Regions from separate parts of the Mus musculus genome. Here region 2 is linked to region 1. A link is a contact called in public HiChIP or PLAC-seq data. All regions are on one chromosome and are shown on one strand. The core of a region is the stretch at or near the end of the contact, and the rest is flanking DNA. Distances in the headings are between cores, read along the strand shown.

The links. HiChIP or PLAC-seq counts read pairs in DNA pulled down with a chosen protein or histone mark.
Region 2: a contact with region 1 is called in an H3K27ac HiChIP or PLAC-seq map of microglia, with 8 times the contacts expected there. The contact joins two enhancer-like sites. A contact is called at or near these places in 7 of 115 datasets of contacts at active chromatin or transcription factors (bone marrow-derived dendritic cells, cardiomyocytes, embryonic stem cells and 3 more) and 1 of 9 other capture datasets (embryonic stem cells).

Annotation. Positions count from the first base shown.
Region 1 is chr4:32,009,343-32,015,226 of GRCm38.p6, forward strand. Map3k7 (mitogen-activated protein kinase kinase kinase 7) reads left to right here. Exons shown (of 16, transcript NM_172688.3): 13 at 974-1,079. Among named protein-coding and RNA genes, the nearest start is that of Map3k7, 48 kb to the left of the region's middle. Within about 2 kb of position 1,674, at least 41 of the 459 cell types and tissues checked have an H3K27ac peak or open chromatin away from gene starts, as enhancers often do. A contact at or near this core is called in microglia, where this site is marked.
Region 2 is chr4:32,474,037-32,479,997 of GRCm38.p6, forward strand. All of the region lies in intron 1 of Bach2 (BTB and CNC homology, basic leucine zipper transcription factor 2), which reads left to right. Among named protein-coding and RNA genes, the nearest start is that of Bach2, 60 kb to the left of the region's middle. Within about 2 kb of position 2,770, at least 2 of the 459 cell types and tissues checked have an H3K27ac peak or open chromatin away from gene starts, as enhancers often do. A contact at or near this core is called in microglia, where this site is marked.

The sequences.
Region 1 (5,884 bases), core at 424-2,923:
TCTTCTGAAAAGCATGAAATGGGTTGTGTTTCTGGCTTTGAGGGTTTTTCTTCCAGATTTTGAAATATACACATGTATGTGATGGGACACCTGGCTCATAAGGCCCAGGCCTGAACTTGCCATGCATTTGTTTTCTCTGTACAATATGCATCGCCTGCAGGTCACTTAAATGATGGCTTCAGTCACATGAGGTGTTTGTTAGGTACACAGTTTCTACTTGTGGCATCTTGTGAGCACTGGAAGTTTCAGGTTTCAAAGCATTTCTAATTTCAGATCTGTTGACTTAGGGACACTTCACCTGTAGCTGCCATTTCCCTCGGGAGGCCACTTCTATTTTTTGCTTGTCTGTTTTCTGGAATTTGACCATATCTGACCATGTGAAACATGGGACATGCGTCTGTCTCATTTCTCATACTGTCGCTCAGTTCTGTCTTCCTTCATTTCGTGTCCCTGTACAAGGGACTTTCATGTTCCTCCTGCTTCTGCCTCCAAGTGCTGATCACAGCTGTCTGCCACCATGCTGGGCTTGCCAACTGCTTTTATTGGAAGGTTTTTCATTTTTTGCTAGTTTTCTCTTTCCCACAGAACAAAGCATTCCCGAGCCTTGGCTTTGAGCGGGGATTAAGCAGGCCTTCTCATCCTACAGAGAATTGGTGGCTCTGTTACTAGTTCCTCAACATAACAGACGATCCAGGGTTGTAAAGTCTTAGCATTGGCAGCTTAAGGGCTACCCGTCCGCTTTTGTTTTGTGGGCTTTATTTCTCTGTAAGTTTTGAAGAGATGCTATGTATGAATGCATAGTGAATTTGATATACACTGACTATATACTTAGAATGCTGCTTTCAAGAGTCTTAGGCATCTACTAGTAAAAATTGAAAATGTTTGCCTCTTATTGGATGTGAAGATGTGTCTTGTAATTCTTTTTTAAAAAAAGAAAAAAGTGACAGCTTTTCCTCCTACCGTTTCTTCACAGGTGAGCAGCCGGTCATCCAGCCCTAGTGTCAGAATGATCACTACCTCAGGACCAACCTCAGAGAAGCCAGCTCGCAGTCACCCGTGGACCCCTGATGATTCCACAGGTGACCAGTCTAGTTCCTTGTAATACAAAATGGATTGACTTGAGGCATTAATCTTTACAAAGACAAGCATGATGTCATTATTTAGATCTTCATGTTTATAAAATCAACCACTTGGCAGTAGCTTTCGAAATGCCCTTGGAGTGTTATGGCAGAGACTAAGTGCTTTACCCTGTGTGTGTTTTTCCCTCCCACATACTAAACACGTATATTAAAAATAGTCAGATTTTTCCAGTTGGAAGCATGTGTTCTTGTACTTCACTCTGTGATTTTTGTATCATGATTGTTCCTGTTGGACCTTTTCAGTAACTACAATTCCCATATCGCTAACAATGACCACCAGCATCTTTACTTGACTTTCTACTTTTTATTAATAATGTTTTATACGTGAATACAGTATATTTAGACCATCTCGAACCCTACTCCAACTCCTCCCAAATATGTCTCAGATCTGCGTTTAGTCTCCATTGTGTGTATTCCTGATACATGACTGTGTCGTGAAAGGACATTTTCACAAAAGTATCTCATGCATAATGAACATACCCCGTACCACTCTTTTCACCCACCCTCCTTCCTTTAGTCCTCATTGTTCCTCTTAGACAGTTTCACTTCTACTTTGATGTCTTACACAAACGTGATTCTATGTATCTGTAAAGTTAAAGAACCACAAAGGAGTGAAAACAAATACTTTTCTAAGACCAGTTTAACTTGTTTCCAGTTGCATCCATTTTCCTACAAAGGACACACTGGAAACTCTATTGTGTATACCTGTGGCATGTTCTTTATCCTCTGTTGTTGGCCATCCCAGTGAGTTCTGTAGCTCAGCTGTTATGTATAGCGCTGCAGTAAACATGGATGTGGAAGTACTGCTGTGATGCGCTTGTCGAACAGAAGTCCTTTGGGTAAACATCCAGGGGCCTATTTTAGTGTTTTTAATGTTTTGAGGATCTTCTGTAGTGATTTCACAATGGCTGACAAGTTTACATTTCTGCCAGCAGTGTACATAAGGGTACTCTTCTGGCAGCTGAAGTGAGATTACAGCAAAGTTCCAATTTGCATTTTTCCCCAGTGGCTAGTGAGGTTGAGCAATTTCCATGTTTTCCTCATAAGAGTATCTTTTATTCTTCCACAGTTTCATGCATGTATACAATATATCTTGAACATCCCCAACATGATTATCCTACTCCTTTTGGATCCATTCCCCAATGCCCCTTCCTCCTTTGTCTTCTTTTTGTGACCCACTGAATCCAGTTACTGTTCCCCAAAACCCTAGGGTTTGGATCAGCCACCACGCTTGGGCAACCTAGCAGCAGCCACACCCCTCCAAGGAAAATGCTTGTAACTCCCCTTCCTCCAGCAGCTATCACTTGCTCAGCTAAGGGTGGGGCCTCATGAGCCTCTTCGCCTTCTATGCTGGTTTATTGATTGGCTGATCTTGTGTGGGTAGCCACAGCTGCAATGGATTGATGAGTGGAATACCTAGACCCTGTCCATCAGCCAGCATTTCACCGCCTCCTGAGATCCTCTGGTTCTTGGATTCTTTTCTCCTCTTCTGTGATATTCCCTGAGCCTTCTTAGGTTGTTGATACAGCTGTCCCACTTAGGACTGAGCACTCACAGTTACTGATCCTTAACACTTTAACCTCTCTCTCCCTCCCTCCCTCCCTCCCTGAGTTAAATACTACAACTTCAAAAAGAATCTTCTCTAGCCAGGGTTGAAAGCCACTCTAATCCATAGGAATAAATATCACTATTTAGAAGCAGGTTGATAACATGTTAATATAGCAAGATAACATTAGACTCCTCTCTAGGACCTAGGACCTAATCAGGGCTGGTTTTGACCAGGCCATTTCTCTTGTGTTTATTAGCCACTTGTATTACATCTTTTGAGAACTGTCTAATCATTAGTCTGCGTACTGATTTGATTGGCTGCTTGCTTTCTTCAGGGTTTTATTTTTGTTCTTTTATTTTTATTATAAATATACATACACAGCCATGAAAGACTTTTCCCCCCACTCTATAGACTGTATTTAACTTGTTAGTGGTTGGTTGGTTGGTTGGTTGGTTGGTTGGTTGGTTGGTTGGTTGGTTTGTAGGAGGAGCAGGATCTCACAGTGTGTATATTACTTCTGGCCTCAAAACTTACTATGGTAGACCCTGTGGGCTTCAAAGTCACAGCTAATCGCCTGTCTCTGCTCACACGTGCTGGGATAAAGGCCAGCACGCCCAGCTTAGCTGTTCTTTTGCTGTGAAGAAGCTTTGGAAGTTGATGAGATCCCTTTTGTCAGCTGTTAGAGTTATTTCCTGAGTGTCAGCCTCTGGTTTTTAAAACACAGAATATGTGTCCAAGTGAGAAATCTATTTGGCAACTTTTCATACCTCATGAGAGACTTTATTTCAAATGCATAGACATTTGAAATCCTTTTAGTTTATTAAAACTCCAGTGTAAATAGCTCAGTTTATCATAATGGCGGATTAAAAATACCTGTGCAAAGGGAGGGATAGTTTTCTCATGAGAGCACAGTACTGTGATGTCTTAGCACACACGCAAGCACTGTATCTAAGGAAGATCTTGTTCTGTGTTTTAGTACAACAGAAGGGAAGGAAGGTGGTCTCATAGACCTTGGAAAATGAAGTTGTTTGAAATTAAGCAGGTTGTTGTGCCACACCCCTTTAATCCCAGCACTCAGGAGGCAGAGGCAGGCGGATCTCTATGACATCAAGAGCAGACTGGTCTACAAAGAGAGTTCTAGGGTAGCCAAGGCTACACAAAGAAACCTGTGTCAAAAACAAAAAGAAAGAAAAAAGTACCAATTAAACTGAAATTTTGAAGTTAGTTTACTGTCTTCACAAACTATGTTTTCAGTATTTATAGATACCTGGTATGGCCTAGTCAGGTTTATAGTTTCATTTTAAAAATTAAATGAGCAGCTTTTCCCTGTGTCATATAATTTAGAACTATGTTTAGCAAGGGGTGTGTACTGTCTACTTTGGGTAAGTTAAACACTTATAGTAGCAAAACCTCACCAAGATTCCTGTCCAGTGGTGCATAGTGAAGTGCTCTAGCCATTGGGGTGACACCAGCTGCTGCTGTTGTTGTTGGGCTGTTGTTCTTGATGATGATGATGACCACAACCCCCCCCCCCAAACTAAGGGACTATTCTCCCTTGCATTGCCTTAGAGGGTTTCCTAATTTCAGCCTAGATTCGTACATGGGAATCAACAGTGTGGCACAGGAGAAAATCAGATCTCTTTAGATGTCTGCTATCCACTGTTTTCTACGCATGCAAACCCAGATATCCTGCTCCTTGACCCGAGTGGTACGGCAGCCTATCAATCACTAAGTGTTTTACCTGGGCCCAGGCTGCAGTGCCCGCTAAATTTTGTCTTTGCATTGAAATAATTGCAGCTCTGTCACTACATAGGATAGGTTATAGAGAACAGATGAGGAAAGCCGCCTTCTTCTCATAGACCCAGGAAATAACCGGAAGTGTAAACATAAGATAAAATAGCATAACTATTAAATTGTTCTGTATTCTTCCAGAGAAAATCTAAAGAATATAACTTAAAATCTTAACAGATAAATACTCTCCTGTTTCAGTTTACACTGTTATGGTTGTAAAGTGAGGCAAATACTCCCCCAGGGCCTAGAAACAGCAATATCTTGACACAACTTAAGAATTTACAGAGACACAGACCCACTTTCTTCTATGCTTAGAACCTTGCAAAGATAAATATGAGACATAGCCCATTCGTGGTGACCATGCCTAGAGTTGTGACACACGGTAACAGTGAACTTGCCATATGGCATGGTAAGCTGCTAACTTTATAGTTAAGCTAAATGTTTTAGTAGTTAAGACACAGATTAGTTAAGTAAGACCCAATGATCTCCATGGCTGTTCATACTTTCAGTCACATATGAGAGAGAAAAGAAAACATCCACAAGTGTGTCATACTTACTTTCCTATTGCTGTGATAAAGAATAGGAAATCCTTGAATAACCAAGGATCTTATTGGGGGTTTACAGTTTCAGAGTATTAGAGTCCATCACCATCATGGCAGAGAACATGGTGGCAGGCAGGCAGCCAACCATATGCTAAAGCAGCAGTTGACAGCTCATATTCTGATCCACAAATAGGAGCCAGAGAGACAGACCCTGGAAATGGCACAAGTCTTTTGAAACCTCAGAGTCCACCCCCAGTGACATGCCTCCTCCAACAGACTACATCTCCTAATTCTTCCCAAACAGTTCAGTGTATAGTTCAAGGGTCTGAGCCATGGGGGCCATTCTCATTCAAACCACCACTAAGGGAATGCACCTGTGAAGAAGTGAGGGTGCTAACATCTGTTGTGTTTGAAAAAACAGAAATTTTGCCTTACTCAAATTAACCAAAACAAGTGTAAGTTTTAGTATTTCATGAAAAGAGGTCATGTTTAATTACTAAGTATAAAAATAAATTTTCATGCTGTAACTATGCTATCTTGTGACCAGTTGTTTATATTAGAAACTAGAAGCTGTAATCCAACTTAGGCAGAAAAGAGAAAGTGAAATGCCATGCGTGTTACTTGTTGATTTTAGAGAACAAAGATGAAATCCAATAAAGGGCCTTAACTAATTGTCCCTTCATGAACTAACACACTACTTCTGAAATCTCAGCAAGTTCTCCTTCCCTCTCAAGTACCTGTGAGAGACTACGTGCTGGAACAGTGTGGGGAGAGTATCCGAGGTTTAGGGGAAGAGCGTGGGAGGGAAGTGTTTCTTTCATTGAGGAAACTTTTTAAGACAACTCATTGTCCTCTTAGTTAGG
Region 2 (5,961 bases), core at 1,520-4,019, 470 kb after region 1:
ACGGACAGAATTGAAAAAGGAGTTAGCTACTGTAGCCATGTTGAAATTCAACCCTTACAGTCACATTAATCTCTGTTAGGCTAAGAGCAGTGGCTGACATTGGTGGTGGAATAACTGGGATGGGACACAGAGAATCCTTGAGGAGTGGTGGTCATATTCTGTGATTTGGTAAGGTGTGGATTTCACACATATATTCATTTATCAAAACTCAATGGCTTTTTCCACTCAAGATTCATAAAATGTGCTATATGTGTTGTTGTCTCAAGAAAAAAAATCCATCAATCAGTCTTAATTTCTAGTACATATTATGCCTCCTGAAATATTTATGGAAGAGTGTGGTCATTTCTGCAATCAGCTTTGCTCTGCAGTGAAAAAATAATGGATGAGGACATGGGATGCTAGAGATGTGTAAAGAAATGTGTGTTAACTGCAGATTCTAAACAGAGAGTATGTATGGATTGGATGTTCCTTATCCAAAATTCTAGAGACCAGAGTATTTCAGACTTTATTTTTAATTTTGGAGTATTTGCATATGCTTAGTGAGCTGTTAGATATGAGATTCCACTGTAACAATTCATTTGTTTCCTGCATGGTTCAGGATATTTGATCATACTGTGAACCCCAAGATTGTGTTGTTTAATGAAAAAAATCTGTTTCTAGTTGTGGTATGTCTCAGCACTTAGCACACACCTTTAATTCAAAACAATAAGGTACAGTTAGTTTGTAGAAGGAACTGCCCATGTTTGAAAGTGATGTCTAATTGAGCGGCAGACAAAGTGACTAATCAGAGAAAGATTTGACAGAATAAGTCAGAGGTAGTATATACCCAAGTCTCAAGAGAAAAGAGAGGAAGGGGAAGCTACTTTAAGTGGCAGCATGGAAAGAGTAGGACAGGGGGCAGTTTACCAGCAGAGTTTTACAGAGATGGTTGCAGGGAGAGAACAAGCTAGGCACAGGTGAAGACAGAAGGAGTCAGAAGATGAGAACATATTGCCATAGTTTGAGGCCAGTCAGAACAATTCGGTGAGAAGTGAAAGAAGCCAGTTTGAATCAGTCAACTTGGAGACGAGTTTTGAGCCAGAACAGCTGAGTTGAACCAGCCAGCCAAAGTTCAGAAAGAACTAGGAAGTGTGAGCTTATTCAGCAGTGACTCTCATAGGCTGAAATTATTCTAAGCCTAGATAAGATTTTATGGATGCTAGAAGCTTCCAGGACTAGGCCTACGTTAGCAGACAGAGGCAGTAAGCCTCGGAGACATTTACTACAAGGAAATAAATGTTACTTTCGCACATGCGTAGTTTACATATATAGACAAAAGTCACTTCATCATAATTATTATTTTATACATGAAACGAAGTGTCATGGTATCCAGTTTTCTTTTTGTGGTGACATATCAGCACTAAATATGTTTTAGAGTTTGAGGATTTCATTTTTTCAGATTAGGGAACAACTTGTAGTTGTTAGCTTTAATATTATGTGAGTGTTTTTATAAACTTGAAACCTTTTTTTTAAGGGGAGCAGGGGGAGAGGAGAGGGAATAGGGGATTTTTCAGAGGGAAAACTAGGAAAGGGAATAACATTTGAAATGTAAATAAAGAAAATTACTAATAAAAAATATTTGTTTATTTATTTATTTATTTATTATATGTAAATACATTGTAGCTGTCCTCAGACACCCCAGAAGAGGACATCAGATCTCCTTACAGATGGTTGTGAGCCACCATGTGGTCGCTGGGAATTGAACTCAGGACCTTTGCAAGAGCAGTCAGTGCTCTTAACCACTGAGCCATCTCTCCAGCCCCGTACACTTGAAATCTTAAATAATTTTTCTAAAAATCAAAGGGCAAAACCACTCATGACCTTGCAAATATGACACCAAAGTCCACTTGACATTTTTTACCCACATTCTTCAGGTTTTCACATCTGCTCCTTGAAACAGAAACATCATCATTTGCTAGAGACACCCTGGTGAACCCAGCAGTAGATCTTTATGATCTATAGAGGGCCCCTTTTACTGGGGGTGAGGATTTGAAAGACAATTTTAAAAGGACAGAGGAACTTTATACTTAGCGTGGCGACATACAGGATAGTCTTCTGCATCACCACTAAAAACAGTTCTCCGTCTTATAATCATGTGCATGCCAGAGAGTAACCATTTTTATTGTCACCTAAGGAAGACCTGAAGAACTACCATTCTGTGATATTGTCAGAAAATGGCTACCTCTACCTACACCCGGTTGTGTACATAACTCCCTTATAGAAATGACGTGGAAGTTACCAAGCTCAAGTGCAGGGCAGAACTGTCTCCACGTGCTTATTCGTACCTTTCCTCTTGGTGTATTTTTCCCTCGTGCAATATAGTAGAAAGCTAAAGCCAGACACATGTGCACCCCTCTTGTAGTTACCAAATGGCTCTGTGATCTTGTGGGCATTGCTTACTACCTTTGGGTATAACTTTCCACAATCTTTAAGCAAGTTGATTGAGTCAGATCATCTGCAGTCCCTTCTACCATTGGGCTGCACCTGCTGTAGTGAAATCTTGAACCCATACCCTTGGCATAAGATGAGGAGCCCCTGGTCCCATCCAGATGAGATACAGATCTACAAGAGACTCATTTACATACTGCTTAAATACTCACTTTTAGTCAAAGTGAGTCTTCCTTCTGCTTTTCCTTACTATCTGAACAGCCAGAAAGCAAGATGTATTCTAAACCTCTACTAAGAGTATCAAGAAAAAAGAACAAAGAAGAAAGGGAGTTGAAGAAGTGAAACTGTACATTTGGTTCTCTTACACAAATCCATGTGACAATTCTCTTACGCTGCTGTGAATTTACACGGCATTACGCTGCTCTGTCAATTTACAGCCAGAGTCTTTGCCTTCTCAGTGTGGAATGGAACTCAAAGGCATGAGTGGTTTGGTCTATCACAGTGTTCAAACCACTCAGAGCCATTAGCTGGGTAAACTTTGACCTCTTCGTGTACCATTTGCTCAACTGTGCTGCAAAAATCAGAGTTTCAACTTCTAGTGAATATGTCCTTGGCTTACTGTAATTACCCAAGGCTGGTTACATGACACACATATATTTGGATTCATAGTCACACAGTGTACATTATAGTCCAGATGTGGTTGTATCCACGAGTCTTTATTGTAGTGTACATGCATGTTTGCATATTCGGGTATGGACTCCTATGTATTGTGTCCATTTGATTAGCTGTAAACTGGATGTCAGTAGTGGAGCTGCTTAACTAAAGAGAGAAGCTAATTACCAAGGACTTGACTTTACTAATGTACTCAGGCTGAAGATGTGTTAGGTGTTAGGTGAGATCATGGACAAGCCATCTGATTTGGTCCATTATTATATTTTCAATTATCTTTCATATTCAAAGAGAGACATTAATATAGCTGAGGATGACATAGCAAATTACCACAGCTCTCTAACCCTTTAAATTGCTAATACTGTTGTAATCTGTAATTATAGAAATCAGTGTGAGAATTGTGGCAGTGCATAATTATCTTCCTGATACTTTATTGCTGAATGAATTATTAATCAGAATCAGTCTTGTATAGTATTTGCAGCAACGCAGAAGAATAATGTATAATTAAATTTCATTATTCTGATTTTTGTGTTAATGTTTTATGATGTTGTAATTGATAATTAATTGGCCAAAACTCATACAGTACTTGGAAGTTTCAGGTGGCTGGGAAATGTTCAGTGTGCTGAGTTCATTAACTAAGCAGTAATCATTCTGCAAAGACCAAGGGATCTTGTCCAAGCTATGTGAGAGAGTGCTTAAAAGTGGTGTCTTAAGCTTGAGCTTTTCACATTTCCTTTAAAAAAAAAAAAAGCAATAACTGTGAGCATGTACAAATGATGAAGACATCTTGATAGCTTTCAGATTGGGTCAATTTTAAGTAATCAAACATAGGTTGAGAATGTCAGACTAATACAGTCGGTAATTTGGTATGCCTCTCTATATGTCAATTTCCATCCTATTCTAATTAAACCATCCTTCTCCACATTACTATAGTGTGAGGAAAAGTGCCACGGCCATAGACCTAAGAGCTCTTTCCTCCTGGTCTTGGTGAGTATAACACATCACATAGCACATCCTTGTAAGGAAAGTCTGGTTTCATCTTTCCCTATTGTTCAAAACACTATATGGCCCCCTCCTCACAGACACATAGATTTAGACTCTGAAAGGATTATGAACTTCTCCTTGACTGGCATTCTAAGCAGGAATTCCTGGAGTGAGTTTCTTTTAGAATCCTTTGCAGCCTAGGTAACCAGGAAAAGCGCAGAATCTAAGAATGCCTTTCACCCAGCCTGATTCCTATTGAAAAGATGCATTGTTGGGCATTTTGTGGACTGTGCTCTTTGATTCGATTTTTAAGAGGCCAAGGAATCTTTTTGGTTTTCAAAGTATCTGCTTTAGAAACATACAATTTTTCTCTTAAGCAGGTGAGCCTGTTTTTACATTCTGAGGAATTCTGAAACATTGTATTAGACAATGTTGACAGTGCATGCTTATTTACGTATTTATTTATTTATTGTCTTTTTCTGAGCAGATTAGAAAACCATGGCGGGGAGGAACAAAGGGGTTAGGGGACTGTTTCTGAGATTCCTGAACAAATTTGCCTCGACATTCCCAAGAAGCTCTCAACTGGCTTATTTTTGTGAGTTGCACTTGGTTCTGATGCCTTCCACTCCCATTTAGTCAAGAGGAATCTGTCATCGGACCACAGGAAAAACGCACTTGCTAGATGGTCTTCATTGATCTTATTGATCTTGCAATAAAGATCAGCAGCAATCCTCAAATCATCTCCTCTCCACTCCAGGTACTCCACAGCCATGTTGATCCCAGGGTACCCACAATTCCAAGGCATCACCCCACTAAGCTTGCTCACACTAACCGCCTTCTGAACTCTCAGCTGAGGACCTGTGCCGCTGTCACCTTCTAAAAGCCAGTGCTGTTGAGTTTGAGGTGTAAGTCTGTGTTTATAAACAGGCGGGGTCAGAGTCATCTTTCATATGCAGAAATAAGGAAGGTATTGACAAAATAGAACAGCTAAACCATATTCTACAAGGATCCACCTTGTGTGCAAACAGCGGATAGAAAAGGCTCTTTGGTTCATGAGTAGTTGAGTCCTTCCCTTTATGTGACTTTGTATGACTTTAAAATAGGAAGAAATCTGGAGTATGCAAGCCAGAGACTGGAGACACTGGGGACAACTCACTGAGCAGGCAGTATATGAACAAAGACCTGAAGTTGATTAGAGACTAAGCAATCACTTTCATCCCGAGGCAGCCTCTCAGGAGACAACACGTTCTCTTCATCTCACATATGAGGAGACTCGGAGAATGTACACAAGCTGCTCAGACCACCCAGCCCTAGGAATTCCCAGTAGGTTTGGAGGGGAGGGGAGGAGGGCAGCCACTTCAGATCAACTGTTAATGGGGGTAAAATGCAGATTTCTAACCACAGTAGTTACACTAAATGCACATATGCAACTTGAGAACTATTATCATTCAAAGAGATAGGAAATTAACTACAGAGTCTGAGGTGGGCAGGAGGCACTGCCTCAATTAAGAACTACAGGTTACAAAAATATAAGCCACTGTCAATCTGGGAATGAAGGGTGGATTTTAAAAGTTGGGATGATAGAAAAACTAACTTTATTGATTACTTACTAGGTATTGAATGAGTCAACTCATGAACTAATGAGCAAATGTGCAATGCCTTAATCCTCAGAACCCTAGCTCTTTATTACACCAGTTTTAAAGAGTTGGGGGGAAGGAGGCAGAGAAGGCTAAAAGACATGTCTGAGGTTCAGCAATAAGTGAGAAACAGGACTGAAATCCAAGCAGTCTGGCTCCAGCCTGCGCCCATCACCATTGCGTTCCTCTACGGCATGTGCAAGCTGTACTTAGTGAGCGCTGCATTCCTGCTCAGGTCCATGTC